2 separate regions of the Sus scrofa genome follow, and region 2 is linked to region 1. The links are chromatin contacts, called in public HiChIP or PLAC-seq maps. All regions are on one chromosome and are shown on one strand. Each heading gives the region's core, a stretch centred on a gene start, on an enhancer-like site or on the middle of the called end of the contact. The rest is flanking DNA. Distances are from core to core; before and after follow the strand shown. Region 1 has its middle 8.6 kb from the start of BATF3. Region 2 overlaps LOC102164427 (a long non-coding RNA gene).

The links. HiChIP or PLAC-seq counts read pairs in DNA pulled down with a chosen protein or histone mark.
Region 2: a contact with region 1 is called in an H3K27ac HiChIP or PLAC-seq map of alveolar macrophages. The contact joins two enhancer-like sites. A contact is called at or near these places in 1 of 47 Hi-C or Micro-C datasets (embryonic fibroblasts) and 1 of 2 datasets of contacts at active chromatin or transcription factors (alveolar macrophages).

The regions. Positions count from the first base shown.
Region 1 is chr9:130,688,553-130,692,463 of Sscrofa11.1, reverse strand. No RefSeq gene overlaps it. Among named protein-coding and RNA genes, the nearest start is that of BATF3, 8.6 kb to the left of the region's middle. Within about 2 kb of position 1,848, at least 2 of the 83 cell types and tissues checked have an H3K27ac peak or open chromatin away from gene starts, as enhancers often do. A contact at or near this core is called in alveolar macrophages, where this site is marked.
Region 2 is chr9:130,914,739-130,918,655 of Sscrofa11.1, reverse strand. LOC102164427 (a long non-coding RNA gene) reads right to left here. Exons shown (of 3, transcript XR_002336041.1): 3 at 1-2,951. Among named protein-coding and RNA genes, the nearest start is that of NENF, 42 kb to the left of the region's middle. Within about 2 kb of position 2,620, at least 40 of the 83 cell types and tissues checked have an H3K27ac peak or open chromatin away from gene starts, as enhancers often do. A contact at or near this core is called in alveolar macrophages, where this site is marked.

The sequences.
Region 1 (3,911 bases), core at 599-3,098:
TAGTCACTTGTGATGGAGCATGATGGGGGATAATGTGGAAAAAAGAATGTATATATGTATGTGTGACTGGGTCACTTTGCTGTACAGCAGCACATTGACAGAACACTGTAAACCACCTATAATGGAAAAAACAAAAATCATTTAAAAACAAACAAATAATTACATGACTTAACCAATAATTTGTTGTGAGGCTGAAAGAAATTACCTGAATATTTTTTAATCAAATTTTTATCCATCTCATGGAAAGACTGAATTATCTTTCTAGTCTCTCTATAGAAAGAGGATATTACAGAATCATTGTCTTATGAAAAGGAGAACAAAAAACCACACAGCTTAAAAGTGTAAGAAAAAAGCATTATAGAGGTATACCAGGAAGGTGATTAATAAAAAATACGGTATTTTTCTTAATTTTCTGATCATTTTGGTAATTTGTCAGTTTTTTTAAATTGATAATTTGGTGTGTGCGTTTATTTATTTATTTATTGTCTTTTTAGGGCCGTGCCCGCAGCACATGGATGTCCCCAGGCTAGGGGTTGAATCAGAGCTGCAGCTACCGGCCTATATCACAGCCACAGCAACACCAGATCCTCAACCCACTGAGCGGGCCAGGGATCGAACCCACAACCCCATGGTTCCTAGCCAGATTTGTTTCTGCTGCGCCAAGACGGGAACTCCTGGTGTGTGTGTTTAGACGGGAACTCCTGGTGTGTGTGTTTAGAGGAAGAGAACCACTTTCCTAATTCCAGTCCTGTTGTTCAAAAGTCAGCGACATTATGGAAGATATGGGCAGGCAGTTGGCATTCAGCATTCGGCTAGCCAACTTTATAACCGTGAATATTTTTATGATTCTGGTCATACATGATAGTAAAATCTAGGATCGATTGGAAAGCATGTAGAAGAAAGACTCCCCATTACCCAAGCATCCACCAGAGATAACTCTCGTAATATTTTGCCATATCATGGTTGTTAATTTTATGTGTCACCTTGACTGGGGGAGGGACACCCAGATTCCTGGTAAAACAGTATTTCTGGATGTGTCTGTGAGGGTGTTTCTAGAAGAGATTAGTAAAGAAAATCCACCCTCACCAGTGTGGGCCGGCATGGTCCAACCGGTTGAGGGCGCTATGGAGCAAAAAGGCAAAGGAAGGGCGAACTCCCTCTCTCTCCTGGGGCTGGGGCGTCTGGCTTCTCCTGCTCTTGGACACTGGAGCTCCTGGTTTGGGGGCCTTCAGACCACAGCACTTACACCAGCAGCCCTCCCCTTCTTAGGCCCCTGGACCCTGACTGAATTACACCACTGGAAATTCAAATATCTTTAAACAAAGAAAAGAAAAAAATAATTCGAATTTGAATATTCAAATTAAGATATGATGAGAAAATAAATCTCAACAAAACACTACAAGTGTGACAAAATTTAGAAAATGGCATACTTTTTTCCATTAATACCTAACAATCTCCATACAATTTTTTTTTTTTTTTTTAGGGCTGCAGGTGTGGCATATGGAAGTCCTGGGCTAGGGGTCAAATTGGAGCTGCAGCTGCTGGCCTACGCCACAGGCATATGCCACAGGCATAGCAACACCAGATCTGAGCTGAGTCTTTGAGCTACGCTGCAGCTCACAGCAAAGCTGGATTCTTAACCCACTGAGTGGGGCTAGGGGTTGAACCTGCATCCTCGTGGATACTAGTCGGGTTTGTTCCCACTGAACCACAGTGGGAACTCCACCGTATGCTTTGTTGTTGTTGCTGCTTTTTAGGGCCACACCCTCGGCATGTGGAAGTTCCCAGGCTAGGGGCCGGCCTACACCACAGCCACAGCAATGCCAGATCCGCGCAGAGTTTGCAAGCTACAGCACAGCTCATGGCAACGCCAGATCCTTAACCCTCTGATCGAGGCTAGGGATCAAACCCACATTCTCATGGATACTGGTCGTCTCCGTTATCACTGAACTATTACAGGAACTCTCTACAAGGAATTTGTAACTTCCCTGGCGGCATCTCCAGTTTCTTGCTGTGTCCAGCACACGTCTGTCACACACCCACTGAATGAATCAACTGTGAATGACTCTCCGCTGGCACTACAGTAAACTTCCTAAGCCGGAGAACAGCTCTTTTGGTATCTCCCCTAAACACGCAAGATGGGTGCCTGCGGCTGTCTCAAGAAATCTTTTTTCTCTCTGAACAACTGCCTGTGCTCTTGGCTTGTTTAGACCAGAAAGAGCCTTAAGTCTGTGTAAGAAGCCTGCCCAAAGTCTGCCCCTCTACAGGAGCTGGACTAGCTTATTTCCGCCCGCTAAACCCCAGGTACCCAAACTGGATTCGCCTTTACTCCTGGTTCCTTCTACTCTGTCATCATCAGTTCGTGAATAGATGTCTTCTAGTTACTTATTACTTACTTAGTCATTAATCAAACAGCAAACATCTCTAAACCCACCACCTAATCCAAGAACCACAATACTAACAACCCCTTTTTTCAACCTAGAGATGTAAATTCTATCCCCTTTCCCATCTCGACTATCCTAAATTTTGTGTTTATCATTGCGTTGCTTTTTTAATTAAAATTTTTAAACACTTGAGCTATTTGCAGATTTGCTTCTGATGAGATCCCATGTGCCTTTTGGCTCGTTTCTCTCCATGGTAAAATCTTGGGAAACAAGAGCACGATATTGCAACTGGTATATGGACAGTGATACAGTCGAGACAGAGAAGATCTCTCACAAGGATCACCTGTGTGGCCAATACATTTTGGTATAGAAATTTCCCTGCTTCTATAATTTTTTTCATTTCACGAGTATTATATAAATGCAGCCATATAGTATATAATCTTTTGAGATTCGCTTTTTTTTTCCACCCAGAATAATGCTCTGGAGGTTCATCCAGGTCGTTGCCAGAATTAATAATATTTCATTTTTGCTGTTGTGGCTGAGTAGTACTCTGTGGTATGGAGGTACCACCGTTTATTTAACCATCCATGCATTGATGGGCACCTGGGCTGTTTCCAGTTCTTGGCCATTACAAATAAAGCTGCTATAAACCTTTGTGTATAGGATTTTGTGTGAACATGTCTTCATTACTCCAGGAAAATGCCCATGAATGCACTTACTAAGTCACATAGCCGTTGAATGTTGAGTTTTTTTGTTTGTTTGTTTTTTGTCTTTTTTTGTCTTTTTTTTTGCTGTTTCTTGGGCCGCTCCCGCGGCATATGGAGGTTCCCAGGCTAGGGGTTGAATCGGACCTGTAGCCACCGGCCTACGCCAGAGCCACAGCAACGCAGGATCTGAGCCGCGTCTGCAACCTACACCACAGCTCACAGCAACGCCGGATCGTCAACCCACTGAGCAAGGGCAGGGACCGAACCCGCAACCTCATGGTTCCTAGTCGGATTCGTTAACCACTGCGCTACGACGGGAACTCCTGAATGTTGAGTTTTTAAAGAAGCTGACCAAGTGTTTCCCCGAGTGGCTGAACCATTTTAAATTCCCACCAGCAATGTACGAGTGATAACGGTTTCTCGGCATGTTCTCCAGTATATATCACTATTTTTTATTTTAGCCATTCTGGTAGATGTGGTGTGATATCACTGTGGTTTGAATTTGCACTTCCCTAGTGGCTAATAATGTTGAACATCTTTCCATACATTTATTCGCCACCTGTATATGCTCTGCAGTGAAATGTCTCTTTATGTTTTTTGTCCATTTGATAAGTGGGTTATTTTTTGTTTTACTGTTTTCTTTTGAGAGCTTTATATATATTTTATCTACTAGTCCTTTCACAGATATACAGTTTACAAATACAGTCTCCCACTCTGAAACTCATCTTTTCATTTTTTAAATAGTCCTATGTAAAACAAAATCGTTAATTTTAAATAAGTCAAATTTACTCATTTTTCTTTTTGTGGATCATGCTTTTGT
Region 2 (3,917 bases), core at 1,371-3,870, 230 kb before region 1:
TTGTTTGTTTGAGTCATCAGAGGAAGTGATTTCCCTTCTAGAAGCGTCTGCTGGGAATGGAGCCCCTGAAGGTGGGTGCTGAGAGGGCTCGTGGCCGATGCTCTGGGGCTCAGGAGGCTCGGCCTTGGAGCCTGGTCTCACGTGGCCAGGACAGCGTGGAGTCGCCAGCATGTGACCCGCCGCAATGGGCTCGGCAGTGGTGGGGGCCGTGGCAAAGAGGCTCAGAGACGCTTTTGTGTGAGTCCAGAACAACCACACGTAGCCCAGGATTAGTGAGCCGACCGCAAGTGTGTGGAAAGCGAGGAGGCCGTCTCCCGCTCCCACGGGGAGCTGGAAATAGAACTCTGCCCTTTGTCCTTGAGGAGCTGAGGCAACTGCCCCGTGTGGGAGTCCCGGCCACAGCCCCTTGGTTCCTCTCGCCCCCCCATTCCCCTCCTGCCCTTCTTCCTCTGTGGCCTCAGCCCCCGCCTGGGAACACTGTGGGCTGCGCTCAGCCCCACTGCTGGTCACCTCTGGGCTGGCGGGAAGGTCACATCCGGAGAATGGGTGCGCTCCTGGTTGCCAGGGAAAGCCGGACAACGCCTTCCTATGGGTACTAGCTGCCACCCGAAGCCCTGACCTGGGGCCATTCCGAAACGTTCTGCCTCTTTCTGGCAGTCATGTCAGTGTCAGGCACACCCTTCCAGGGTTTTAAGACTTCATTAAGCGAGAATCGCAGAGAGAAGCACTGTGCATTTTACACGGCATCCCGTGCACGCAGTATCGCTGGTCTTCTCCACATATGGACAGGGGTCCTTGGCTCCGGCCCCAGGCTTTGCCACACTCAGCTTGTGGGCAGTCGGGCAGGAGTCGGGAGGGAGAGGGAGGAGCGGGAGTAAGTATCTATGCCCCATCGGCTGGCCCCAGGCTGGCTGGCTTCCTCTCTCTGCTGATGACCACAGCTCCTGTCCGAGCTCTCCCCACATGACTCTCCGTCTCCAAGTTCTGGAAACACCTTCTGCCTTCAAGCTTTCAAGGCTGAGGCTGATAACTAAGCCCCGCAGTTCCTTGACCTGGCCCTGCCCCAGCTCTGGTGAGTTCCCTACACCCTGCCCACGTCTTTGTAAACAGTTCCTTTATTAAATGCCCACAGATGACACAATCAGAATGTGCCATCTTTCTACTGCTGTATCCACGCGGCGTGTGTCCATACATTACACGCACACACACACGTTCACACGAGACTCGTGAAATAACACTCACTCTTACTCCCCACCAGGGACTGTCATATATGACTCTCTTCTGTCAAATTATCAGGAATGCTTGTCCCACCTCCTCAATTCATGCCATGACTCACTTGTGGCTCTCAATTCCATCTGCAAAGCACGCGTGGGGCCAGCCCCAGGGAGGCCGCTGGTCAGCTGGCCTGGCTACGGCGTCTGGCAGAGGTCAGCGTGGAACGTGCTGGGGGTCTGTTGGATGACTCTGCAGAATGGGTGTCTACGGGGCTCCCCTAGGGGAAGGCTGGACTCCTTTCTGGGGGTCGTTCCTTTCTGCGGGCATCCCATCCCGGGGGCCGGGTTTCCACCTTGTAAGCTAGAAAGCTGTGTTGGTTAGATGCTCTGAGCTGCTGCGCTTCGGGGTGACTCACACAACAACCGGGCACAACCGCTGCAGTCCGGATTCAGCCACCCCCCAGGACGGTCCGGCGGGCACCAGAGCCGTGTTCACCCACCGGCACCCTCTCACGGGTGGGAATTCTCTCCGGAAAACCAGGCTGTCATCAGAAGGCGCCCGGCCAGCATGGCCTTAGAGCAAGGGCGTCCTTAGCAGCGGGGGCGGATCTGGGCGTCCAGAGCAGGACCTCTCCGGGACGCCCGCTTCAGGGGCCCTGCTCTGATCCCAAACCCTTGCTGACCCACCCCCTCTGGCTGACGCATTGACCTTCTCATTCTGTTCCCTACTGGGTCAGAACGATTGAAGCTTCTTATTTTGGTCCTGGTGGTGGTGGGTGGGGGTGGTTTGCGGGGTGGCTGCCCAAGGGTGGGTGGCACATGTGTTCAGGGAGCAGGGGAGTTCCCCCTGCCTCACCTTCCAGGTGGTCCTGAGATGGGCCCAGTATCTGGCCAATCAGCAATGGCCACAAGTGCAGGCTTAGGAGCGCTTTGTGGAAACTGGGCTGCCGTGGGGCGCATTATAGGCACGATCTCATTTCTCTCCCGACGAGCTGATGAGAAAGGGCCGGTTTCCCCACCATGTACCTAAAGAGACCGAGGCTCAGAGAGCCCAGGTGATTGGGCTGAGGTCGTACTGTAAGCCAATGGCTAGGGGACCCTAGAAGCCATCCGTGAGTGCACACAGGCTCTGAAAGGACAAGGAATGTGTCCCCAGCCCCTTGAGCTCCCGCTCCCTGAAGGCAGGTCCTGGCTCCGGCAGGAAATTCCCTCTCTGCCCCGCTAGCCCCCCCACAGTGCCCAGGGCAGGACTCAGCACCCCTGGACCCAGGCACCCACACTTGCTGACAGGCGCAGATTGGGGATCGGCCTCTTGCCAAAGAGGGAGGGCCAGTGGGAGCCTCAGACCACAGGGAGGTGACTCCATGGACGCACCAGACCGTGGTGGTGACTCAGCTGCCTGGCTGGTGGACGGTGCTCGGACGTCAGCCCTTGCACTGCGGCCCTTCCCTTTTTCCCCTGGAACAATAACAAATCCTGGCTCTGTGATTCGGTTGCCATGGGAACTAGAAAACATTTGATAACGTGGAAACACTGGGACAGGTGGGCTGAGCAGGTCTGGGTGAAAACAACCTTTCCTGCCCCTTCACCCCAAATCCCGGGCGTCTCACCTGTTTGGAGCAGATTAGGTAAGTAGCCAAGAGGGCGTTACCCTGCCACCTGTGTTGAGTGATCTTGTCCGACCAGGAAGTCTGGGGCAGCCACAAGTCTGCGTGCTCGTGGGATGGGCCCAAATTCCTGCTGGGAGAAGTGAGAACTGAGGCACCCTGTCTGCCTGGGAGACCGAGCGTCATGTGGGGTGTCTGCCCCTGGCAGGCGTGGGCCTCGTCCAGGACACTGAAGGCAACAGGAAGAGGGGAGGCACAGGTCCTGATGCTCAGAGAGCTCCTGTCTGCTTGGGGCAGGCCACACACCTGGACAGTCCTGCCCGGTCCCAGGCCACACTGGGAATCACCAGGCAACAGTGAGAGAGGTGCTTGGGAGAGTGGCTTCTGGGCGGGCATGGGGCTCTGGGAAGGGAACTGGAGCCCTCCAGCCCCAACAGGACCGCCGAGGGTGGCGCCAGGCTCTCTTGTTGGGTGACAGCTGGGCGCAGGGGACTGCAGGCGCTCGGAGGCTCAGCCCTCCCTGCCTTCCTCGCCAACCACGTCGCGGTCCCCGTCCTCCTCCTCCCTCCTCCACGCTCATCAACACCTCTGCAGGCGGCATGTGGCTCCCACAGCGGTGTCCCCCCCAAGACTAAACAGGCTCCACGCCCTGCCCACAGGACTCCTTTTCCTCAAACACTGACGCTTCCTAGGTTTAATGGCCTCTCCATGTGCACACGTATGACCCTCCTTCCACGCGGGTCTCTCGTGGGGACCTCCCTGTCCTCCCCCACGGCCGCCCCGGGCCTTCCTTGCACGTGACCGCTGAAGCCACCTCCTAGATGTTCTCTTCGTCCCACCCAGGCTTGGAGGCGGTGCCCCTAAAGCCCTTGACCTCTGCCCCACGTGCCAGCATTTTCAGCTTCTTATTGGGCATCGCCCCAAGCAACTCAGACCCAGACTGCCCGAGACAGGACCGCCCTGCCCCACAGACTCTTTGGCTTCTATTTCCTCTCTCCGTGGGGAGAGCCCCAGCCTCCTCCCGTGTCCCTGCCCGCTGGCTCTGTCCCCCCCCCCCCTCCACCGGGGTCAGAATTCCTTTCTAACACATGGCTCT